3 separate regions of the Zea mays genome follow, and regions 1 and 2 are each linked to region 3. The links are chromatin contacts, called in public Hi-C maps. All regions are on one chromosome and are shown on one strand. The core of a region is the stretch at or near the end of the contact, and the rest is flanking DNA. Distances in the headings are between cores, read along the strand shown. Region 1 has its middle 88 kb from the start of LOC100283794. Region 2 holds the start of LOC100283794. Region 3 holds the start of LOC100193680.

The links. Hi-C and Micro-C count contacts between places; a contact is called where the count stands out from the background.
Region 1: a Hi-C map of leaf shows a contact between it and region 3, with 5 times the contacts expected there. The contact joins the enhancer-like site here to the promoter of LOC100193680 in region 3. A contact is called at or near these places in 3 of 25 Hi-C or Micro-C datasets (ear, leaf and tassel).
Region 2: a contact with region 3 is called in a Hi-C map of ear, with 1.9 times the contacts expected there. The contact joins the promoter of LOC100283794 here to the promoter of LOC100193680 in region 3. A contact is called at or near these places in 6 of 25 Hi-C or Micro-C datasets (ear, leaf and tassel).

What each region holds. Positions count from the first base shown.
Region 1 is chr3:133,054,153-133,057,163 of Zm-B73-REFERENCE-NAM-5.0, forward strand. No RefSeq gene overlaps it. Among protein-coding and RNA genes, the nearest start is that of LOC100283794, 88 kb to the right of the region's middle. Within about 2 kb of position 1,684, at least 8 of the 20 cell types and tissues checked have an H3K27ac peak or open chromatin away from gene starts, as enhancers often do. A contact at or near this core is called in ear and leaf, where this site is marked.
Region 2 is chr3:133,142,637-133,145,640 of Zm-B73-REFERENCE-NAM-5.0, forward strand. LOC100283794 reads right to left here and starts at 1,306. Exons shown (of 2, transcript NM_001369886.1): 1 at 1,103-1,306; 2 at 241-983. The coding sequence starts at 1,248. The coding sequence ends at 500.
Region 3 is chr3:133,541,074-133,544,429 of Zm-B73-REFERENCE-NAM-5.0, forward strand. LOC100193680 reads right to left here and starts at 1,890. Exons shown (of 2, transcript NM_001175465.1): 1 at 1,273-1,890; 2 at 1-393. The coding sequence starts at 1,830. The coding sequence ends at 1,333. It overlaps LOC109944838 (a long non-coding RNA gene), which reads left to right and starts at 320. Exons shown (of 4, transcript XR_002268078.1): 1 at 320-406.

The sequences.
Region 1 (3,011 bases), core at 434-2,933, 490 kb before region 3:
TGATTGTGAACCAAGGTAAATGTCATCAATGTTCAAAGACTTAAGTATTGTGTAAAAGCTTACTATTACTTGATCCTTAAGCCAAATTTTATTTCACCAGTTAAGTTATTTCCTGGATCTAGATTCATCTAATCTAGTTCATTCACTTGGTCTACACTAGCTTTCTATTATTCAAAACTTGGTTATACTTTTTACTACGATGAGGGTCGAAGATCTAGTCTTCATATTCAAGAAGTAACGGTGATTCGAATTGATTAATACCCAGCTGGTGATCTCCATCCACAAGACATATGTAGAACTTAACCCCTACATATGTCAACCCGCACTTGGGTTTCTTAAGACCAGAACTGGTCCCTGCCACCTAAGAAAACAGTACCCCACCATCCAACGTCTTGCCAGGTGGATACACGATACTATCGCCATCTCTCCACCCTAGTTTGGGCCAGCCTTTCTAGTATTGGTCTAGACGAGACAAAGCTTACCCATGATGAGACATGTGACCAGCTAAAAGGTTCTAGATCAACAGGCCAACAATCGGAGCGGTCCTTAAATGACACAGACGGGCGAATTTTACAGCTCAACGTGCGGTCTCATTTTAAACTATTTCTCAAAACATGTACCTATAAAAGTTACCATGCTTGAATGATGAATTCATCAAAGCCTATGATACCTTCATCATCCAAACCCTTTTTCTTTTGTAGAACATGATTCATAGTTCAAAACATTTTTGTTCATAATCTATAACCATAACTAAGCATTTATAAACTTTGTAAAATTGGTGTCAAGGATGGTAATCAATATTCCAAGGAGAAGTCATGCAACAAAGGTTTAATCACTCAACTCTTGCATTCTTGAGGAGGAGAGTCAGGCTCTTCTACCAAAATATCGCACCTAGCTATGAAGCCCACATGAGCACCTTCAGGAGGACCCTTAGAAGGACCTTCAGATTGAGGAGCTGATTCCTATTCCACTTCAACTTCCACTTCTTCTAGGTGTTCTACAAGTCAATTACAATTACATGAATGCGTATGTAATGACATGAAATGCAAACTCTCACAAGGGAGAGATGGGGAAGCATAGATACCACTAAAAGAAGCATAAGACAAGTATATATAAATCTACATAACATAAGATTTGATGAAAGCAACCAAACTGAATCTACTATGAAAAACCAGAGAGCTAAACATATTTGAACTTACAAAACCTTTCATACCAACAAACTACATTGTCTAACCCCTTTTAAACATATACTTATACTAAGCATTAAGGATTAAAACTCTACTTTTAGCTAGCATCAGGTTCCTTAGCAAAAAAATTAAAAACAGGTTCAAAATTTAACCAGCCACTCAAATAGACCTTATAAGTTTACCCCCAAAAAATCATAATTTTTAGAACTTGAATTTTATTACTAAAATTCATATAAGCATTCTAAGAGCACATTTTAATTATCTAAAATTTATTATTGGCTTTAAAAATACTAAAACTAATTGTAAAATAATATTAAAAATTTTATTAAGTCAATAAAATTGGTTTCACAATTTTTATATATTTCTATGATATTTGGAACATTTTCCAAGTTGCAGAATAAAAGAAAAGGAAAAACTGTGAATAGAATTGGGCCGAAATCGGCCCACACAGGCCCAGCCACGGAGGAAAATGCGCGCAGCTCGGGAGGTCCACGATTGTGATGCACGGTTTGCACAAAAGCTCTCATAGAAAAATAACTAAATAATCAAGAATCTACACTGTGAACCCTCGACTCCTTTCTATTTATTAAAACACACCCCCAGAGCACTGCCGACGACATCGGCGGCCAGAGAAGCATGGATACGGCGACACGGACCTTGGGAAGACCTTAATCCACCACTACAACATGTCCTAGATCACTACAAACCAGATCCCAGCAAAAGCACGATCAACAGCACTCGGAATAACACGGCATCACCGGAGTTCCAAGTCCAATGAGCCCGCTCGAATCATCCGGTGCGGTAGAGTTCAAAGGAGAGGCACATTGGGAGTAACAATGACTCTCCAAGATCACAATGATCATGCAAATATGGACAGAGAAAATCCAGGTTGGTCGGTCGATGAGAAGGTGACTCACGGTGATGACTAGAGACGGCGAACCCTCGTTCTGATCAAATATGGCAGGTAGATTTCAAATGGAAAGATCAGAGAGCATCTCGGACACATGGTGATCACGGAACATACACGTATTGACCGAGGGATACCTCGAGATGAGCCGGCCTCGATGAGGGGGTCAAAAGGGCCAGCGTGGTCAATTACTTTCAGAAAGAAGTTCGTGTTCAGGCCTTAACAAAGCAACAAGAGGACTGGCCGGTGAGGCTGATGGTTTAACCTAGGAGTAGAGGAAAGGTTAGGCACGGTGAGCAGACCATGGGAGCAACGGGAACATAGCAAGGCTCAGTTTTTGCTTCAAACAGCCATGGCAAGGCACCATAAAGTAGCAGGCTACCTGTGGCTTTGCTGGGACTTAACACAGGTGAAAACACAAGCTAGCACGTTCCACAACTCTACCGCATGACCACCACGTAAGGGCAAAGCACAAGGAGGCAGCAGGGGTGACCAATATCACTGGGTCAGCACACCATCAAGTAGGGCAGGCAGCTGAATCACAGGATCCCCAGTCCTATCCTTGGGCTGTGAACAATCTCAGGTTACCCCCTCCCCAAGGTAGAGCTGTGCTTATCGGCAATTTACCCAGAACCACCTGGAAAAAGGGTAGTGGACTGAGATCTTTCTCAGATATTTGCCACTCAGTTTTCAACTTCATAAGGTCGACTGCAGTCCAAAGTTCAGGGCCCTTGTTCTCACACTTCTAGATAAGGACAGGCCAACACTAACACACCGAACTTGTTCACCATATATAGCTCTCTATGTTTGATATAACATCCCCAAGCCAAAAGTACATGAATCACAAGCTATAGGGCTCCAAAGTCAAGCACATACTCTTAAAACCCACTTTCAGTTGGCTGAAACTGACACAGATT
Region 2 (3,004 bases), core at 56-2,555, 400 kb before region 3:
CTATCAAAATGCAAAGTTATTTAACATCACAATGAGTTAACAACACCTATATATGTCAAAATGGTTTCGTGGTAGATTATGAAATGTGGGTGTTTCACAACGACAAGTACACCACAATTGTAGCAAAAGAGTATAAGATAGTAATAGCACGAGCATATAGAGGAGATGTCCAAAGATTATTGCCTTTACTGTTGTGAATCATTCTCACCAACAAGGTTATATAAGGTTTTCACTTTCGGCCGGAGAAACTCTAGCTCAAACATTACTAATTACCTTACAAGCGAGTGACCAAAGCACTAGAACTCTCTTATTCCATATTACAATGGCAGCAGTGTAGAGGCTACTGCTGCTGCTGCTATTGGTATATTATTTCTAATTTGCATCATGCTTGAATGCATGCAATATTATTTCAAGCTGCTATACGATTATTAATTGGAGGAAGAAGTAGTACAAACAGAACGATGCCATGATGGATCGGATTTGACAGCATCGACCGACATCATGCACTGTAAGGGATCTTGACGTATGCTTTGAAGTCGGGGGAGCTGCCCTTGGCAGTGGCTGCAGAAATAGACGAGTGGGTACTACTGGCGTTGGTGGTGTACCCGGCCTTGTTGAGATTGGTGTAGAGCTTGTCCCACTGCGACTGGAAGGAGCCGACGCTGCCGATCTCGCAGTAGGCCCTGTTCTTGGAGGCGCCCCAGGGGGTGCTCCAGGCCATTGCGAAGTCGCGCTCGGAGCCGCCGCCGTCCTTGCCGCGGTAGACGACGGCGGCCATGGACCCCGACGCGGCGCCGGTTTTGTGGACGTGGAGGAAGGACGCCCACTGCCCGTTCCCGATCTCCGTCGGGTAGGGCGTCGGCCCCGGGTAGCCCAGCCAGTCCTTGTCGTCGATGTACCGCAGGGTTCCGCCCGTCTGGTTGTAGATCACGCACAGCGTCGACGCTCCATTGCCGTACCAGTCCTTCAGCATGTTCACATAGCTGAATATATGCATGCCAGTGTATTAACAAATTATATACATAGAAGATCGTCCTCGATTATAAAAGACACGCGTATGCATTAGAGAGAGAAAAAACACTATATAATTATACACACGCACTCTTTAGCCTTCTTGGACTTTTCATTCTCATTATTGAGATAGGAGGCCTCTCGTGCCCGGTCTTCTCGAGTCTTCGTTTTGCCGACATATCTTGGCATTGTATCTAACTTGTAATTGTCCACGATGTCACCAAAACAGTTTGCCATCTCTCTCTGGATTATCTCTCTGTTTCGGTCGTTCTCTCTCGCTCCTCTCCCCAATTTTGATCTATGCTTGCATACAAACCTCTCTATATATAACGATTGGCCACAAGGCCACGCCACCATGGATTCATATATAGTATTCACTACATATTTTGTCTTCTCCCAATAGAGCGGATTGCTTAATTGTCACACCTGTACTCAAAATTTCAATATGGGGCTGAGGATGCTATATATTCTAATTCAACCTCGTCACAAAACTTATTAGGCCTTATTCAGTTATTCCACTTGGATGATGATTAAAGGGGACCGTTGAGCACTTAAAGTGCCACCGGACGGTCCGACCCTATAGACCGGACAGTCTGCGGTCTAGACGTTTCGCCCGTGCACAGAATCAGTTAGAGTTCCGGATTTTTAGCGAGATTTGTTAGCGAAATCTGCGGGGTTAACTTGTGAATCGACTTGTAACGGGTTCAGACCTCATCCCTTTATATAGATGAAGGGTTACATCCGACTGAACCTCCACAATCGATCTAATCAACTATACTTCTCGTTTTTACCTTATGCGTTAGGAGTAGCCATAGTTTAGCCCTAATTTAGTCTTCATCTACATTGAATCTTCACCTCTCTTTGGCTTTACGTCGACTAGAGTTGTCTTGGGTGGCCTGGCAACGCCAAGACACACCCTAGGATCTCTCCTCCTCGACAGGGTCTCTCTCGGAAGGCGAGATCTAGGTCTGCTGCGAAGAAGACGACCCTCTGCACCATCGCGGACCGATCGAGTCCCAAGCGTGGACCGTTCAGACGTACGCAGAGGAGGAGCCGCTCCTGCGCCTAGGTCGCGGACGGTCCATCCCTGTGTCGCGTACCATCCATCCCTATGCCGCAGACCGTCTTCTCCTCTGTAGAGAGCACCGCCAGCGGTTCATCTCTAGTGTTTGGCACCTAGATCGGCGTCAACAGTGACTGTGAGGGATTAGAAGGGATTTTGAACCTCGAAATTTAAACTCGTTCAATCCCCTCCAATCTATGTAGATTGAGATTAAAACGAGAAGATCCTTACGTGAGATGACATTCGATTTTAGCTAGTAAGTTTAGGGTTTACCCAATGACTCAAGTAATGACATATTGCATCCTAGGGTTTCAATGGATCCGACTCCGGTCGCTGTTGGGTGCGGTGGGTGCTGGCTTCAATGGATCTGGCTCCCCTGGTCCCTCGTCGCCTCCTAGACTTCAAGGTCATGTCGCCACGGTCGGTCATCGCATCGCCATCTCTAGTCCTCTGAGAGGAGCACGACCTGGTCCTCCTCCCTCATCGACGCCGGGAGAACTATGCCACCCCACTACCCTGTCTCCCTACAGGGCTGATCAAGCACGTACCCTCACTGTCACCTCCACATTTTCAAGATTGTGCTGCCAATGCAGGCCACCATAGCCGGCACTGGGCCCCTGAGTGGAGCATGAGATGTACATCTTCAAGATATACATCTCTCTTATAGTTTATGAAATTACAAGAAAGATATATAAGATTTGTGAACAAATTTACTTTTATTTTGTTATATGAAAAAATGACCAAAGGCAAAAATTGTACATCTCTATAAGTTATACAACTTTGTAGCAAAAAACCTTTTCATTTGGATTAATTTACTGCTTCAAAATACGATTTGAAATTTGTCTTTGCCAATTGTCAAAAAACATTCGCAAAGCTCTTTGCCTTGTGTCGAAAAAAAGCATTCGACAAAAAAGCTATTTGTCTAGTGTA
Region 3 (3,356 bases), core at 640-3,139:
GCATTCGGCAAAGTATTCTTTGCCAAGTGTTAGATCCAGGACAGTCGACAAAGTAAGTTATAGAATAAAAAAATTGTCGAGTGCCAGATTGCGGGCACTCGGCAAAGAACATTTACTTAGCCCTGACCGACGGCTCGTAGCCCCATTCTTCTACACTCCCTCTCCACTGCCGCCGCATCTCCACCGTCGCCGCCGTCGCGCCAATTACATCGCCGCCGAACCAACTTCGTCGCTGCCCCGCCCCGCGCCACCACCGCCGCCACCCAGCACCGTCCAACCCTAGCGCCGCCCCGCGCCTTGGTGCTGGCCTTGGTTCCTCGTCCCCTCCAAGCTCATGCCCGCTTCTTCCTCCCCGGCTCCAGCAACTCGTGATCCGCTCGCCCCTCTCCTACACTGACCATCGAAGGTGAAAATCCGTGTGTTTAGATTAGCTAGTTAATGAATCATGCATTGCCGGTTAATGTTTGTTTGGTTGGTATAGCTCATAATCCTCATATGATACTAGTATCTAGCGCGCGCCCAGGCGCGCGTGGTGGGCTGGTGGCACTGTGCTAGATTTTGAGAAAAATGTTAATGGTAAAGGTTATTATTATTCTTATCATTAGGTATGAAACAAACGATTATGCTTCCACCATAAATCCATAACCAAGAACACAATTAGAAGTTGGCAAAAAATGTAACATCAGTTCCTAGCATTACATAATCCTAAAAGAGATAGAATCATTGCATATACACATAACAAAATGGTCTAATTGGATCAACTAAGACAAAAAAACAGTAAATTAGATAAAGGAGTAGAGAAGAATGGGACTTCTGTGATACAACTATTAGTAGTAAATAAAAAATAGGAAGACAACATAATCGACATACTACATGTATAGACAGGAAGGAAATTCCAGCCAAAAAAAAGACAAATTAGATGTGCGTGCAAGATCCAGCTGGAAAATAAGAAACCAGAGTGCAGTTGTTGGCATCATGCTGCTACTGCTGCACCTCGTCATGCACTATGTGCTATTTATACATGCCGTAAAGTAATCCTACTATTTAATTTACTCGTGTTTACCATCTGATTTGCGAGTAGTCACATGCGGCAACTAACGGCGTTGCATTTGCCAGTAGTTGAAGACCGTTCGATGAGGCTGACCTGCTAGGCAAGCACGTACCTACTTCTTAGAATCTCATCATCACCTTCACCAAGTTGACAGCTACAGTGAAGGTAACACACAGGATGGAATGGTACAACTGTACAAGAGAGAAGGAAGCGCTACTCACTTCGTTCTGGACCGGTCGCCTAGTCGCTCCAGCCCTGGTGCACGACGATGTCGCTGGGCGCTAAGATTGAAGTAGACCACCCGAGCGTAGCGTCCCCACGCTTTGCCCAATTACAGCATGCGGAGCCGGTGAGCCTGCACCCCACGAACGGAACTCGGAGTCATTCGCGACGTCGCGGTCGTGCCGTAGCTCGTCGCCACCGCGTGCAGCATGCACCCCTGCACGCAGTCTCGCTTGATTATGGGCGACGGAGAGGGAGAGGAGGCGGCTTGGGCGAAAGCGAGGAGAGGCGCGCGGGGAGTGCAAGAAGCGGCAGCGAGGGCGTTCACCCGGGCGTGGCGGCGAGCACGAGGAGAGGGATCTCGGGAGGAGAGAAAGCGCTGCGGCGAGAGAGATGCGAGTGCGACCACGGGAGCCACCACGGCGCAGGGGCGACGGGGTGGGAGAAGAGGCGGCGTGCTTGAACGCAGGGAGAGGCGCGCAGACACAGTAGCACGTGCGAGCGCGAGAAGCGGCGGCGAGGCCATTCACGCGGGCGTGGCGCCAGCGCAAGCACATCTCAGAGGGGGAGGAAGCGCCATAGCAAGAGAGAGCGCAAATCTCCCGATGTCGTCTTCGCCTGGAAGGCTCTGGTAGCGTGGAGACCCAAGAATTTTTTTTCTTTTGTGCGGAGACAGGTGGAAGGAGGAGGATAGCTCGCGTCCATTGGATCTGAATCGTATGGCTGAGAGTAAAAAGGATGACGTGGACGCATATCAGGCCACGTTTCCTTCCGGCTTTAATATATAGGAAATTAGTACAAATTAGGTTACATTTGTAGCATAAGACTTTGGTCTATCCGTATCAACAAATGTGCTCAAATGAAAAGTTTTTTATTTTACTTTGTACCTTAATTAATTCAAGTAGTTGATGTGGTTGGATATATTCTTCTGCACCGATTAATAATATATATGTGATTGATGGCCATCGTGTCGTTTGTTGTATATGTGTGGATGTCAACTGTCATCCTATTACTTTTATTTGCACGTTTTGGAAACCTCCCCGTGCAGAGGTAGTGTTGCCGAATTTTTTTGTTGACATGCTTGTTTATTTTTTTGTAGAGGTCTTCCTAGCCGTTGCGGGTTTGCCTGCACCGCATCGCATCGCCACTGCACCGACCTAGCATAATCCCGCTAGCCTGAATCCACCGCCACCCTAGATATAACCTCTGTTTCTGCATCATTGTCGTAGATCATGTAACCCAATGCGTCTCCCGTTCGAAAGAGATACGATGTAGATATGTAGATCTTTGCATATCTACAAATGTATCTATTTCGAATTGTCCACGTTTTTTGGACAGCCCGCAGTTGCATAGACAAGATTAATTTCCATGCTGTACTTTGGTCCGAGACAGAAGTTTCAGCGTCACCTCCCTGTTATTCTCTGAACAGCGTCACCTCCCTGTTATTCTCCAAACAGTGCGCTCCCTGCCAGGACGTATCTCCGGTGAACAGTGGGGAGGTGCTGCCGAAATTTTGTCTCGGATCGGGGTAGAGCAGGGAAACTAACCCCATCTACGCAACCGCGGGTGGGATTAGGACATATCCTCACCTATTAGAAGGTACAAACGTAGTGTACATGCATTACATGTTTATATTAAACTACACTCGGTTATATATGTTAGAGGATGGAGGACCGTGAGTAGATGTACATGGGACGAGTAGGAAGGAATGATGTCACCCCTGAATGGATTAGAAAGATTGATGCTTTCGTGGAACGAACATTTGGCGAAGCTGCTAAAGGAGTGAGTCTAGTCCCATGTCCGTGCAGCAAATGTGCCAACAGGAAAAAAAAGAAGGTCATGGTAGAACATATTTGAAGAATGGATTTACTCCGGACTATACTTGGTGGATCTTTCATGGTGAAGCGCATCGTACGAGAGAGGAGGTGGTGAGAGAACGCGTCGAGGATTGTGATGCTGATGTCAGAGTAGCAGACATGTTGAACGACTATCACGAGACATGGTTCGCCGAAGGACGTATGGCAGATGAGCCAGAGGCGACTGTAAAGGCGTTCTATGACATGTTTGACGCAACACAGAAACT